Regions from separate parts of the Mus musculus genome. Here all the other regions are linked to region 1. Evidence: chromatin contacts called from public Hi-C and HiChIP or PLAC-seq data. All regions are on one chromosome and are shown on one strand. The core of a region is the stretch at or near the end of the contact, and the rest is flanking DNA. Distances in the headings are between cores, read along the strand shown.

The links. Hi-C and Micro-C count contacts between places; a contact is called where the count stands out from the background. HiChIP or PLAC-seq counts read pairs in DNA pulled down with a chosen protein or histone mark.
Region 2: a Hi-C map of bone marrow-derived macrophages shows a contact between it and region 1, with 17 read pairs. The contact joins two enhancer-like sites. A contact is called at or near these places in 2 of 484 Hi-C or Micro-C datasets (bone marrow-derived macrophages and uterus) and 1 of 9 other capture datasets (adipose tissue).
Region 3: an H3K4me3 HiChIP or PLAC-seq map of bone marrow-derived macrophages shows a contact between it and region 1, with 5 times the contacts expected there. The contact joins two enhancer-like sites. A contact is called at or near these places in 1 of 115 datasets of contacts at active chromatin or transcription factors (bone marrow-derived macrophages) and 2 of 9 other capture datasets (adipose tissue and liver).

What each region holds. Positions count from the first base shown.
Region 1 is chr12:119,310,820-119,315,873 of GRCm38.p6, reverse strand. It overlaps Gm39562 (a long non-coding RNA gene), which reads right to left. Exons shown (of 4, transcript XR_873092.2): 2 at 1,539-1,649; 3 at 1,310-1,352; 4 at 226-379. Among named protein-coding and RNA genes, the nearest start is that of Gm46331, 13 kb to the left of the region's middle. Within about 2 kb of position 2,628, at least 11 of the 459 cell types and tissues checked have an H3K27ac peak or open chromatin away from gene starts, as enhancers often do. A contact at or near this core is called in bone marrow-derived macrophages, where this site is marked.
Region 2 is chr12:119,067,622-119,072,675 of GRCm38.p6, reverse strand. No RefSeq gene overlaps it. Among named protein-coding and RNA genes, the nearest start is that of Abcb5, 100 kb to the right of the region's middle. Within about 2 kb of position 2,650, at least 24 of the 459 cell types and tissues checked have an H3K27ac peak or open chromatin away from gene starts, as enhancers often do. A contact at or near this core is called in bone marrow-derived macrophages, where this site is marked.
Region 3 is chr12:119,111,013-119,116,066 of GRCm38.p6, reverse strand. No RefSeq gene overlaps it. Among named protein-coding and RNA genes, the nearest start is that of Itgb8, 120 kb to the left of the region's middle. Within about 2 kb of position 2,071, at least 46 of the 459 cell types and tissues checked have an H3K27ac peak or open chromatin away from gene starts, as enhancers often do. A contact at or near this core is called in bone marrow-derived macrophages, where this site is marked.

The sequences.
Region 1 (5,054 bases), core at 1,379-3,878:
CCTAGTCAATGGGAAGAGAGACCCTTGGTTCTGTGAAGATTCTATGCCCACTGGGGGAATGCCTGAGCCAAGATGTGGGAGTGGATGGGTGGGGGGTCAGGGGGAGGGCAGAGAGGATCCGGGATTTTTGGAGAGGAAACTAGGAAAGGGGATAACATTTGAAATGTAAATAAGGAAAATATCTAATAAAAATTTCGTTAAAAAGCTGTAAGTACATTACCGGGTATCCTGTCCATGTTTCTCCTGCTTTTTCACTTCCTCTTCTTCTTCCCTCTGCCTTATCCTTCTGCTTCTTCTCATCTTCCAATCCCCAGTCTGTCTTTGTGAGCAGCCTTCTCTCCGCACAGGTTTTTTATAGATGTCAAGCCTCACTTAGAGCCTAAAGGAATGACCCACTGACCTTAGATAGACACTTCTAAAACTGGGAGACTAAGTAAACTGTTACTCCTTTGTGCTTTTTCTTTGGGACATTATTTCATAATGCTTGAAATAATATATTATATAAGGTAAATTAAAAACTACCCTTCAGCAAGGGTTGGGATGACCAGACACTTTGAGGAAATCCTTTGATTACATATATGTTGCTATTTAGTTTCACTGTACATAAGTTCTGTGTTTAAAGTTACATGCAGATCTTAAGCTTTAGCTAAACGTTACTTACTAACACTGGCATTTCATTTCCAAGATGTGTTGAGAAGGCTCCCATGGCAAGGCCTTATCAAATGTCCAGATATTAATTTCTAAATCATTTTCCCCAACAATCAAAACTTTGTAAAGAAATGGCTGATTTGAGGGCCAAGGCAAAGTAAATATGAACTTTATATCCTGTGTCAGACAGTGAGAAATTCTTAAACACTGATGTCATATAATAAAGAAATAATGGAGCCAGCTTCTCCTGGCCAAATATGGGATATGGTAAACATGAAATAAATATTCCAGTGGCTACAACTGCTAAATAAAATAAGAATCTATGAGTTCTATGGGAGACTGTTAATAAATGGTTTAGAAGAATCACTAGACAGATTGATGTCATGTGTTCTCTGTTTGCTCTTAGAAAGATAAAACATTATTTTATGCTTCTGTGGTCCAAACTCTAAATCCAAGATCTATCAAGAAGATATGGGAAAACACAACTGAGAGGACACTTTTTAAAATAACATGCCCTTTTCAGAAACATCAAAATTAAGGAAAATGGAAGTAGAAAACGTCTCTATGATAAAAGGGAAAAAACTTAAAAAGTGACAAGAACTAAGTGAAACATACTATTTTAGGTTGTATTTGGGGGCAATGAGGAAGTATTGTGAAGTACCTTATTGGGACCAATCACAACATTTCACCATGGAATCTGAAATCTGAAATAGATAAGAATATCACTTTAATGATAAATTTGACAATTTTAATTTTAATTTCTTTTAATATTGTGTGTGTGTGTGTGTGTGTGTGTGTGTGTGTGTGTATGTGTGTGCGCGCGCGCATGTTCATGCCATGGCACGTATATGGAGGGAAGAGAACAACTTGAAGTAATCAGTTATCTTTACCATGTGGAAGCTAGGGATCAAACCTAGGTCATAAGGCAAAGTAGGTAGAACCATTGTCTTCTGAAATATCTCTTCATCTCCAATTTGTTAATGTTGATTGTTTTATTAAACCTGCAGCAAAATATAAAGAAATAGCTGCCCTATTGTTATACAATACTATAAGGTTGAAATTATATTTAAATTAAAACATTTCATAAAATTATCAGTTATTTGGTCAGATTCAAAAATATAAAGTGAAACACCAAATTCTGCTATACTAAAAACTTATAATGCTATATTCATTATTTAGAACATAAATCAAAGTGTTTAAAGCTGAAAGTCACAGTGCCAGGAGTCTAGCCTTACAAATATATAGCAACAAGCTACTTATACTGTTATTTATACTAATGGTACTTTGCTTTGCACCTTAGAAGTTTAAATACAAAACAGTTTAACACGATGCAATAATTAAACATTGGGAATTTTTATATTTAGAATAACTCCGTTTACAGAAATGTTTAGGAATAGGTCAGATATTCTGCCAATAAATGTAAGAGTACTTGACAGTTTTCAGGATTCAATATTAGAATTGTGAGAAAGCTTTTCATTCTGAAAGCTGGAACAACAACAACAAAAAAGTCAACTAACCTTAGGTCAGAAATACTTTGGCTATATGAACAGTGTCTAATGAATTGTGAAATATATCCCACTATTTTTCTTTTTGCTATGTCAAATTGTATGTAGTAGTTTCACTTGTTTCTGTGGTGGGTTATTCAGCTTGTTTCCACTTCTGTTTTTAGACCTAAGCTTCACAATTATGCCAAGAACGTTTGCTTTCATATTGCTTCTGAAACCAGACTTTCATAATTAGGCCACAAAACAATTCAGTAATAACAGACATTAAAGCAATGCAATATTTGAAACTCATATCTAGAGGATTTGGCAAAAAAGGCTCATAATAACTTGACAAGTCTGAAAGTTCTAGCAGACAAAATCTGAAAGTGTTTCTAAGGTCAATTTGTTCATTTGCCTTCTTGATCTTTTCCTGCCCTGGCCCCAACTGGGACACACACTTAATTCTTTTTTTTTTTTTCCTGAGCCTTTGCTTTTTGAAGAAGTGGAGACTGGAATATAAACCAGAGCTAGACACTCTATTTTGCAGAACTATATGGTAGAAACTGAAAATAAGTCCATTTTATCGTCTGAAATCATAAAGCAGACCTAGATAATCCTGAATAGTTTGTCAACAGCACAGAAAATATGCTCACAAACACTACCGAATTAGAAGCAGGAAAGTGGCACTGTAGGCATTCCCCAGGTAGGAAGGGACAGGCCCTTCTAAGGGGGTGAACTCCAAATGGATGTCCCCATTTCTGCTGGAGATCCCAGATTACATTCCCTACTTGGGGAGCCCCACAAGTTTCTTCATTGCTTCCTTCAGGGATGGACGCAGAATTGAGAACATTGCTATTTGGGGGAAATCTAGAAAGTGCCTCATGAGGAAATTAAGGATTGAAGAAACTATAAGACCTTCCTTTCATGGCTTCTATCCCTTAATTCATGTAAATTCTTCTGTTTCAAAAAGACCCAGGCAACAGCATCATGGGGTTCTTATTCAACATTTTGTAAGTAGGGCTTCCCCCTTCCTGCTGATTATGTTTTAGGGTTATCTTCACAAATTGGTACTCTTGATGCTGCAGCAGTAATAAGGAATTACATTAAAATCATTGTAATTCAAAGATTACCTTTTTATTGGTTCCTTGGTCATGCTGTTCTATACACACACATACACACAAACACACACACACACACAGAGAGAGAGAGAGAGAGAGAGAGAGAGAAAGAGAGAGAGAGAACTAAAAATTAAAAGTTGCTAGGCTCCTTCAGTACTAAGACTTGGAAAGTACAATCTGTTGGTCAAAATCAAGTCACAATGCAAAGTTCAAAGGAAATTAAAAGCCAAAAAACTGAGAAGTAAATCTCATATCTGGATAAATGATAAAGCAAAGGAACACTGGCCACCTCAACAAATATGTAATTTTTTGGAGTTTATTTCAAAGTCATATTCCTTCTGATATTTCCAATGATAATAAGTATCATATGAAGTTTTTCTTTCTACAGTATTTTAAGCCCTTAATGGGTATACAAGGCCAAATTATTAAATTGCTAGAATGCCATCCTATAAAAATTGCTCTGACGATTTTTTGAGAGCTTTGTGCAGAAGCTAGATATGGATTTCATGGGTTGATTATTGAGGTTGGCTTATTAAAATAGTATAATTCTCAATATTGATGAGAATTGCATGTAACTTTATATTGTCCATATTCTACCTTGACTAAAAGGAAACATTTTGTGATTTCACCAAAAAAGACATTTGCAATATAATTATTACTTGATTGATCCATCCATTCTTGACAAAATCATTTAGAACATTTTTATCCATACATTTTTGTTGCGACTATAAGTCATTTATCTTCTTTTTCAGAAAATAAGAAAATACAGATTATAATTAATACCTAGAAAGAGAATTCAAGATTGATGAAGAATCAGACAATCTCATCTATCAGGAAACAAAGCCACAGAAAGCAGTATATCCCAACACATCTCGTAAAAGACTTCTCATTAAATACAACACAAATATTGGAGAGCAAGCAGAGAGATGCCCTTACCTACATTTTTCAATTCCAACTTAAATTCAATCTTTTATACAGTTAAAGTCCTCAAGAGGACCTAGCTGAACTGAGAACTAAAACCCAGATATGATCTTCTGTATGCAACCTTGGCACAGGAACAAAGCTGTTACACTGTACTTATTAATATGCATGCTCTAAGACTTATTCTTATAAATAAACATCTTTGTTCAAAAATAGCCAAGAATTTTTTTTTAAAGCAAAAGATGTTTAAACACAGGGTGGTGGAATCTTAGGGAAAACCCAAAGAATGAAGCTAATTTATTCCAGGAAAGGGACAAAGTCAAATCATGAGGCAAACTCATTAATAGTGAACGTGAAGTGCTGTTGGTGGTTTTGCACATACTTTGATTGTGAGCAATACAGTCAGGATTCATGAATATTGGTGTAAAATTTTCTCCAGGTATTCTTATATTTGCTTTAAGAGGGAAAATTTTTACTTTGCAAGATTTCTAGAAAATCCCCATAATTTGTATGTCTCAAAATATTTAATTTTCTAATTAACTTTAACAGTATATATAATTGAAATATAATCCTCACATCTTCATAATTGAATTATTTGATGTTAGTAAAATTGAAGGACCATAAGAGAGAAAGGGAGACTATGAGTTATAGATTGTTTAATTGCATAGATCATTTTTGTTAGTAGTGCAAATTACATAGATTTCCTTTTTAAATAAGACTGCCTCTTTGACATTAACCTTATAAAATTTATTCAACTTTGTATTTTTTAAGTGTTTGGCTTTATTTAATTATATATTAGTTGCCTTTGTCACCTGATCAAGTCAAGAGCCCTTAGCAGATGATGGGATAACTGGAAGCAGGTAATCTAAGTCACTGCTCCTTA
Region 2 (5,054 bases), core at 1,401-3,900, 240 kb after region 1:
GTTTCTCCTCTGGCTTGAGTCTTTTCTTTCTCCCAGCATGAGATTCCTGGGGAAATTCTCATTTCTTTGCGGGGGGGGGGGGGGGGGGGGATCCATTGCTTCACTAGTACAATAGTCAGATTAGAGACATAGTGTCTCTTTAGATCATATCTATTTTCTGCCAAGCCAGTTATAGGCGTTTTGTTTTGTTTTGTTTTGTTTTGTTTTTAATTGATGTCTATTTATTTCAGTCTTGAGTATGGGGTAGAATTTAAATCCTCATACATGTTAGGCAATCACTTGATAACTGAAGTGCATGCCCAGCCCAGTTTTACTTTCTATTTTGAAGTAGGATCTTACTAAATTGTCTGGGCTGGCCTCTAACTCATTCTGTAACCCAAACAAGTTTTGAACTTGTGATCTGCCTACCCTAACCTCCCAAGTAGAACTACAAGTCCCAGCTTAGATACAATCCTAATTGCAGTCCTTCTCAGTGATAGGTTCTGGAATGTTCAGTCTCTACAAAGAAGGGAAAAGGAAAGCTAGAGAAGGTAAGGACAGAGATAGGTGTCTTGCTTTTCATGACTCCACCATGTATTCATTAATAATGAAGACACCTATTCTGTTTGGGATGAACGTCTGGAGTGTATACAACTGAGAAAATATTTCAAGCTAAGGATAATTTACTTACAAAGTCTTTGTGGCTGCATTGTTAAGTGCTATACTCTAAGGTAAATCGCTATCTTAATTAGGATTTCAATTTCTATGACAAAATGCCTTGACCAAAAGCAACTTGAGGATGAGGAAGTTTATTTGGCTGACGTATCTCTGGGGTCACAAGCCATCAGGAGAAGCCAATGTAGGAACTCAAGTCAGGAATCTAAAGGCAGGAACTGAAGCAGAAGCTATGGAGGAGTGCTGCTTATATGACATTCTGACAGCAGCATTGCTCAGTGGAGATCCCTTCTTCCCAGATATTTATAGGTTTATATAAGTTGGCATAACCAGCATAACCATCATGGCCATAAACACAAGTACACAAAGTAAAAGTTAATCAAAAGAACTATTCAAGTACTGTGAGTAGGAATGTAATTTGTCACCACGTAGCTGGGGTAGTTTACTGAAACTCTGTCTTCCCCTACAGAACCCAAATCAGTGTCTCTTCCATGAAACTTGGTCTCCTGTGTTCAGAACTGTTCATTCAATAGACTATGTACAAAAAACATAACTTAGACAAAGACACTGATGCAAACTAAAGTTTGTACTTGAGCCTCATGTTACTGTTACAAGATTCTTGTGTCCAGAGGGATCCTTCATCTCACATCTTACACAGCGTTTCTAGGATACCAACATATTCAGGCCCACAGATCACAGAACTGTGTAATCTCAAGTAATCTTTTGTACTTTGGATGAAATCATGAAAATACCCACGTAGTTATAGCTTAACTCTGTTACCATCAAGCCAAACCCTCCTAAGTGTGACCCACACTCCAGGCAAACCAAGTTGCTAATTTTTGCCACAGAAAAGTTAACTCAATTGAATTTGATAAAAGTCAGCACTAAAACAAAGGGTAATAATTAACTGAAGAAACTCCTAACCTTTGTTCAAGGCAAAGCTGGGACTCTGTGAAGCATTTAGTCTTGCCACCACTTGTTAAATGCTTGTGTGGATTCAGTGGCCCCAGGGACAGAGTAGAATCTTGAGAATTGCCTTGTCAGATAAGGGAGGTCTGATAAAGTCCCCAGACAAATGTTGACAATGTTATAAAAATATATAAACTATAAACAGAGATAAACATCAAATATTAAAATTTATATGATATCATGGCATAAACAAGTATAAATGAAATTTTAAACAGTTTTTTTAAAAAAGAAATAAAATCCTATCATAGCTAATGACTCTGCTTGTAAAATTTATAAATAGATTTTTTTTGTTCTAGTCAAGAGATGAAATTATTTCTTTTAAAAGCTAAGCTGCAAGCAGAAGGAAGATAATTCTCTCTTTAACCTCTGACTAGCTGAGTCATTGCAGGGAGGGTGTAATGACGTCAGTTTTCAACAGAACCACCCACCAAGGAAACACAAATCAGTAAGGAGTAATGACTTGCACAGGAAGTAGCATATTAAACTGGGACATTAGTTCCAAACTTTTCTATCAGCACCAGATAGCCAGATTTGCCCTACAGTCAAAACTGGGATATGAAACAAATCACAATGTATAATGATACTTTTTAAGGCTGAATTTTAAAAACAAGAGAAACTAGAACTGGATTTGTGGAACCTATACCTGGTTGGACCATAATATGGTAGGTAACCCAAGTGCTAAAGGCGTATTTGATGTAGGAGAGAGATGGCGGTCACTTTCTGGGGCTCTTACTCTTATTATTGAAAGTATTTATGAATGAACTAAAAAAAAAAAAAAACAAAACAAAACAAAACAAAAAAAAACAAAAAAAAAAAACAAAACTCAAGGATGATTTCATTAACATTTACTAGAAACCCTCTCTGGGCAGGAAAGCTGTAAAACCGAGCAACTGCAGAAAGGGAAATGTAGGAGAAAACAAACAAACAAAAAAGAGCTGCCATTTAGACTGGCACAGAGGTAGACACAGAGCAGACAAATGGCCACGTGGCAGGGAGAGAAGCTCTGGAGAAAGAAGAAGGAAGCCTGAAATGCTGGTAATCCAGAATGTTGAGGGATAAGTATGCTTAAAGGAGAGAGAAAGTCAAAAAGGAGAAGCTATGCTTTTCTGAATAATTCAGGAAATTATGGTGACTTATGAAGCTGTGTGGCTGCGGTCTGCAAACTACAGCATTAGGGCGAGACTCTGGGAAGAGTACAGTATCTTATTAAAGGGAAAACTATTCTTCCTATCTCCTGAGCATGTTTAAGGTGAAGCTGCCATTCTAGGGTAGTCCCTTGGCCAGGAGGTTGACCTTGTCTAGCTGAATGGTACATCTTCACTCAGGCCAAAGATTCTATTCTCTTGACCAGGAGGAGTTTTATTTTGTTTCTGTTTCTATTCTTACGTATTGTTTCTGCCCAGTCCAGGACACCTGAGCTTCCTGTAACAACAGCAAACAAAGATAGACAGGTGATGATGCTCAGTGACTAGTCAAAGTCAGAAGGGTCATAGAATTCTTTACCAATCACAGAAAAGTAAAGAAGTAGCGATGTCTGAGGCCCACAGAGAGACTGCAAAGAATCTTGCCTGTGTCCAGCCTGGCCACCCAAGAGGATAGGAGGGCCTAGGTTTGCAGTGAGACAACAAACTCTCTGTCCTGAGTATTTATAACCGCCACATCAACCTCATGTGCAATTTGAAAAATCCTTATAAAAATTCTTACCACACTATCTGAATTTCCTGACCTGTTTCCTAAAAAATAGCTAGTAGAGAATATAATTAATAGAGTTTAATTGACATATCCAGGTAACTGAGAGGAAAATTAAAACCTGTGGGGAAAAAAATACTAAACAGAGGATAAACCTGAAGAATTATCCTCAATACATTTCACAAAAAGAATTCTGTGAAAAATAAGAGATAGATTAGGTCAGCACATGAGCAACCAGAGTAGGAACTCATGTAAAGTACATCTACAGGAGATAAAGCCTAAAATTTTTCCAGAAATTTTGAAATGCATAATTATGACGACGAAGAAGAGCAACTATGATTTCAAAACTCAAATTGTAATTTCAAAAAACAGTAAAATTACCCAAAAGGCTTTAAAACTTGTTTGGTTTGTTTTTTAATTTATTATCTTGTTTCATTTACTATTAGGAGATAGGGGGATTTTGTTCCACAGTGCACATGTGGAGGTCGAGGATGACTTTGTGGAGCTGATTTTCTTCTTCCACAGTTGGCTCTGAGGATCAAACTTAGATTGATCGTCATGCTTATGGGGGAAAGTGCTCACACTCACTGGTCCATTTTGCCGGCCAAAGTTTTAAATTTTCTGATGGGGAAACAAAATCATTAGAGTTAAAAACAATAATAGCGGGAAGCACCTGGGCAGGTGCTTGGGTGTATTTCTACAATGAACAACAGATGAATGTATGGTGAAGAGATGGGAAAATGGAGTACCGGGGCAGCAAGATGGAACAGAAAGTGAAGCCGCAGTTAACACTAAAGGCCAAGAGATATCTGTGGTCTTGGCTGCCTCTGGAGACTGTATGGATATCTGAGATCTGTGTTGCATTGGGACAACATGCTGATCTGATTAGTCTGCACTGCCACCTGAGACATCTAGGCCCATGCTTCTGCTGAGGGGTATGTCTGGGTTCATGGCCCTATGGCAGCCAGGTCTGTGTTGATGTCCCTGGCCTGTGTTACCGCCAAAGGCCACGAAGGTATCCCTAGTATGGTCTGCCATCTGAGGCATGGTGCTGAGCTGGCCCTGCCCTTTACTGGCCTCCATACTCAGGAGAGTGGGCCTGCACTTCTCCTGAGTGGGCCCTGCACTTTGCCTGGGCAGCTCAGTAGAGCTGACCCTGGTGGTAGGGATGTTGGTGAGATGGCCAGAGGACATGAGAGCAAAAGAGGTGATCTTGCCCCTTGCCAGCTGTGATAGCTGGAGCAGCCCAGGAGTGTTTGCTCTGGTGGTATGAGTAAAGGAGAATGGGTGGGCTGACCAACTCAGCTACCTCCCAGGCCCAGATCCATGGCTTTGAAATAGCCCTCTCCAACATGTACCCCATCTATGACCTGCTAGGGTTCATGAAAGGGACTGTCCTAAAGATCCAAAGCTGTAGGATCTCCATGACAGGGAAACAGCAGGGTATCAGAGAGGAGTTCCAGTAAGGATCCAGTAGTACAGATAGTGTAGGAGAAGACAGAAACCTCAAAACAGACCAATGACTCATTGCTATAACATTTGCAAGTAAAGATGTGACACGCTGTGACACTGTACAGCTTCCACGACAAGATATTTTTATTCTATCTTATTTTACTTTCTTTGGGGGTGAGGCAGTTACAAGGGCAGATACAAAGGGACAGGGAGATTAGTGGGATTGGGGTACATGGTGTGAAATTCACAAAGAATCAATAAAAAGTTTTTTTTTAAAAAAAAGAAAACAA
Region 3 (5,054 bases), core at 822-3,321, 200 kb after region 1:
GCCCTTCAGAATGCACCAGAGACTTGGGAGGTGAGAGGACTCAAAGGGAAGAACCTTAGATGAAATGCTTGGTAGTAGGGAGAGGGAACATATAGAGCCCACTTCCAGCAGGAAGACAGGGCATCAAGTGAGGAAGGTGGTTGCCATCCTACAGTCAAAACTCTGACCCGTATTTGTTCCTTTCTGAAAGAACTGCAGGGATGGGAATGGAGAGGAGCCTGATGAGAGGAAGGTCCAGGGACAGGCCCAAAGTGGGATCCAGCTCAAGGGGAGGTCCCAAGGCCTGACACTATTACTGCAGCTATGGAGCAGTCACAAAATGGGACCTATAATGACTGCCCCGAAAGACCCAACAAACAGCTGAAAGAATCAGATGCAGATATTTACATCCAACCAATGGACAGAAGCTGCTGACTCCTGTGGTTGAATGAGGGAAAGGCTGGGAGAAGCTAAGGGAGGAGGGAAACCCTGTAGAAGGATCAGCAATCTCAATTAACCTGGACCCCCAAGATCTCTCAAACACTGGACCACCAACCAAGCAGCATACACTAGCTGATATGAGGCCTCGAACACATATACATCAGAGGGCTGCTGGGTCTGGGTTCAGTCAGAGAAGATGCACCTAAGCCTCAAGAGACTAGAGGGCCCAGGGAGTTTAGAGGTCTGGTCGGGTAGGGGTTAGGGGTGGGCACAACCTCGTGGAGACAGGAGGTAAGGAGGAGGTATGTGATATGAATCAATTTCAGGATGGAAGGGAGGGAGATAAAACATGGAGTGTAAAAAAATAAATAAATAAATACATAAATAAAAGACAAGAGAAAAAAAAAAAAACAACTTACATCTACCAATCCAGCCCTACAGAAGATACTAGAAGGATACCTACACCAGAGATAAAACAAAATATTAATTATCTCACAACAAAACCAAAGGAAGAGAATCACACACACATAATGCCAACTACAAAAGGAGACACAACGGGAACTAACAATGATCTGTCTTTAATATCTCTCAATATTGAGCCACCAGACAGACAGCACACATAAGCTGGTAAAAAGGTCCCTGACACACAGCAGAGGACTGCTTGGTCTAGCCTCAGTGAGAGAAGATACACCTAACCCTCCAGAGACTTAAGGCCCCAGGAAGTAGGGAGGTCTGGTGGGGTGGGATGGGTGGGGAGTAGGTAGGTGGGGACATCCTCTTGGAGACAAGGGAGGAAGAGTGGGCTGAGGAATTGTTGGAGGACAGACCAGAGGTTGATAATTACTGGACTGTAAATAAATAAATAAAAAGATAGATAGATAGATAGATAGATAGATAGATAGATAGATAGATAGATAGATAGATAGATAAATGATAATTAAAAATTTTTTTAAAAATTTCTGAAACCTACATTGAATGTTATATATGGATCTTGAATGTGAGAAGTAGGATTTTTGTTTTTTGTTTTTGTTTTGTTTTGGGGGGGGAAGGGGGGTTGAGACAGGGTTTCTCTGTATAGCTCTTGCTGTCCTGGAACTCTCTGTAGACCAGGCTGATCTACTCAAAAATATACCTGCCTCTGCCTCCCAAGTGATGGGATCAAAGGCCTGTGCCACCACCGCCCTGCACAGAAATAGTTTTGCACTGATTTAAAAAGGCACCATGTCAAATATGCCTGAAACTATATGAGAGTTTTCTTATCAAGGACTTTAGTGTTCTCAAAAAACACTTTAACTTCAGGAAAAGATACCCTAGCATTTGTGCCAGTGTTATCAAAAAAGCTTATGCTCCTGATTTCATTTTTTAAAATGAAATTCTAAATGAGATAAGTTCTGAAATTGTAAATGTCTTTGATATGAAATCAAGGAGCAATTCATCAGAAATGTGAGCACAACACATAATTCCCTGAGTCCAACCAAAATGTAATGTCGAAAGTCTTTTCTCCTTGCCAAAAATGATAACCTATGATATTCACGTAAATGAACTGAACAACTGAAATGTCCTCTTATCTAATTTTCATGCTATTTCCGTGCTTGGTAACTTTGGTTACAAAAGTTTGAAAAATAAGGAACTGAAAGGAAGAGTCATAGCCACTTCACAGAGCAATTTACCACTGCATGCTGCTTCATTTCTCGGGAGACAAATGGCTTGCAGTGCTGAGAAGCAAACCATCACGAACGTAATTTACAGACCACTGTCTCACAGAGGGATAGTGTAGAAGACTGACTAATGCATGGACAATCTGCCTTCTGAATTTCCCATTAGCCAGCTCTCTTTGCTATTCTCCATGCTTGTTCTTAGTCAGGGGCTGAATCAAAGGAAAAGGCAGGTACTCTCACAACATTTTTCTGTATGGATTTCTTCTTAAGCAGCAGGAACTGCTCTCTTTCTCTCTCTCACTTTTTCATGTGCACACGTGTGCAGCAGAATAATGATTTAAATGCTTAGTATTAGGGCACATTTATCTCCTCTTAGTACAAAGAATTTTAGCATACCCTAAGTAATCAAGTCTCCATGTTTGGTGATGTATCCTGTATTCCTATGTATTTGTTCTCTTTGTTCACTAGAATCCTGACTTTTTTTTTTCTGCAAATAGGCTGAAACACATTAAAATAAGAATATGTCAATAAGATTATATTACAATGTAAAGAAAGATCACCCAAACAGATAGACATACAAATAGGAAATACATACCAAATCTATGGATTAAAAAAAGAAAATAATGGAATTCATCCAGTGGAGATCTTAGCTTCAGGTAGAGTAAAGTGGGATATGATCAATCAGTTTTCGTTTTTGTAGAAGCATGCCATAAATCACATGCTCTAGGAAATAAGTGTATAAGCAGAGTGCATGTTGGGGGTGTTTCCTGATTAGATTTCTTGGGCTTACCACCTGTGGTGGCATGGCCAACCAGATGGTCAGAAAGGAGAGAGGCAATGAGAACAGGAAACACCGGCTTCACTGTGGATGGAGCTAAAGTAGGGATTGGCTTTGCCGAGTTTTTTTTTTAATTGGATAACACAAACCTGTATTCTCTCATCCCAGACTCAGATTTGTCATCATGGATGTTCCTGAAAATGGAATGGTGTTGGGTCACGTTGGTTTCAGCAGAACATAGGAGTAGGTAGAAGTGAGCTTCAACTACAAGTGATCATCAGGCATTATGTATGTGGTTTTGTCCTGATGGCTGTGATAGATTTTGGCAGATCCCCTAGTGCCTACTGCAGAACAGAAAATAAGCTACTCTATGAAAGCAAAGTTATTCCAAAACAGGATGAAAATAAATTATTTTCATTACTCAGTATTAAAAATGAATAATATAATGGAAACAAATTCTCACAAATCCCACAGGAAACATAGATAACATATTTCATGGAGATGTTTTCTACAGGACTTTTGATAGGAGCACAACATTACAGCATTTATGCATAAGAGTGAGTCTGTAACAAGGTGGTCAAAACCAGGCCTGGAAACCAGGCTACTGCACATCCAGGTACAATCACTCAGTTGCTCATTCCTTAGTTAAAAAAAAAAAGCCACAATGCAAGCCATCATGCTTTATATAGGAAATGTGACCTAAAATGAGAAAACATGCCGGAGATCATGAGTTTTGAAAAAACACATGTGACCACCTCTCAAATCTCATTACCGATTCTAACTGGGTGCTGAGAGAAGGTTAAGGAGATGAGATGCAACTCCTAGAGAAGGACTGAAAAAAGATCAGAAGTCCTTCTTGGTGTGAATGGTCCCTTGAAGAGAAATGAAGCAGCAACTCCTACACTTAAAAGGAACAGAGGATATCAAGAAAGCTGCAATGGACGGCACTTAGGTGTAGCACTGTGTCATTGACTTTGCACTTGAATGTAAGGCCCTTTTCTTGACAACACTTTAAACACAGAACTCTGAGGAACTGATATGGAACTGAACTAGAAGTCTTCTCTGTATGGGCTTGCTCTCATAGTATCAGACTCTAAGCTGCCATAGGAGAAAAGTAATCAATAATTCTACCCCTTTGTAAAACCTGTGAGCCAGGACAATGATCAGCCTACAAGATAACCCCTATGGTGAGTTATAATTGTACTTAGGGCCCATAGATGCATGTGAATTAATGCTTGATATGGTAAATCAAGTCAGCTATCTGTAGTAAAGGGGAGGCCCTAGAAGAGAACTTACTACTGCCGATTTCCTAAACTCATAGTTTCTAACTGTATTATAAGTACTCGTCCTTATACCCATATATAAAGTATAGCTCTCATACCTCACCAAAGAAGCTTTTTTTAAAAAGCAACTGAGGCTCCTACAAATCCTACAATCCACAAAGGTTGAAATGCCAAGACTAAGTAACCATGGTGAGCTCATTGTCAATTGGTGCAAATACAACACAATCCCTATACCTAAGATTGAAGGAGCATCATAGAAGAGGAGGCAGTAAAATTATAAACCAGAGAACAAAGAAACCAGCTAGACATGATCTAAGTGGTGTCTCATGGAATCTTAATAAAATAGTTGTCTAAATAAAACCAGCTAAATGATAATACTAGTTGATCTGCCAATGTGAATGGGAGGCATTTTATAAGACCCTATCCCTAGATGAAAAATTCCAGACAATCAATGGCTTCTGGGAGATGGAGATAAACTTTTCTCTGGGAATGAGCACCTGATTAGGTTATCTACTACCCAGTGGTGAGCTGTGTACACACATGAGTAGCACTAAATGGGGTCAGCAAGTTGTATGTATGTAAAAATAATGATTAAAAAGAGGTATTGAATTTGAGAAGGAGTAGGAAGAGCGCAATAGGAGTTTGAGTAGGGAAAGGGACAAATAGAAATGATGTAAATATAGTATCGTGTATGAAATTCTCAAAACATGAAATATTTAATTAAATGACAAATACTGATGGGTACTTTGGGAGACAGCAAGGGATGGTCAGACAGAAAATCTCATTAAGAATGTAGTCTTTGTCTTAAAAGTAATAGTAAAATTATTCGAATATCTTATAAAGAGGGTGTTGCTAGGAAACTCCTAATGGTAAGATCTATCTAGAGACCATGTTAGCATTCTATCGCTGCTGTGA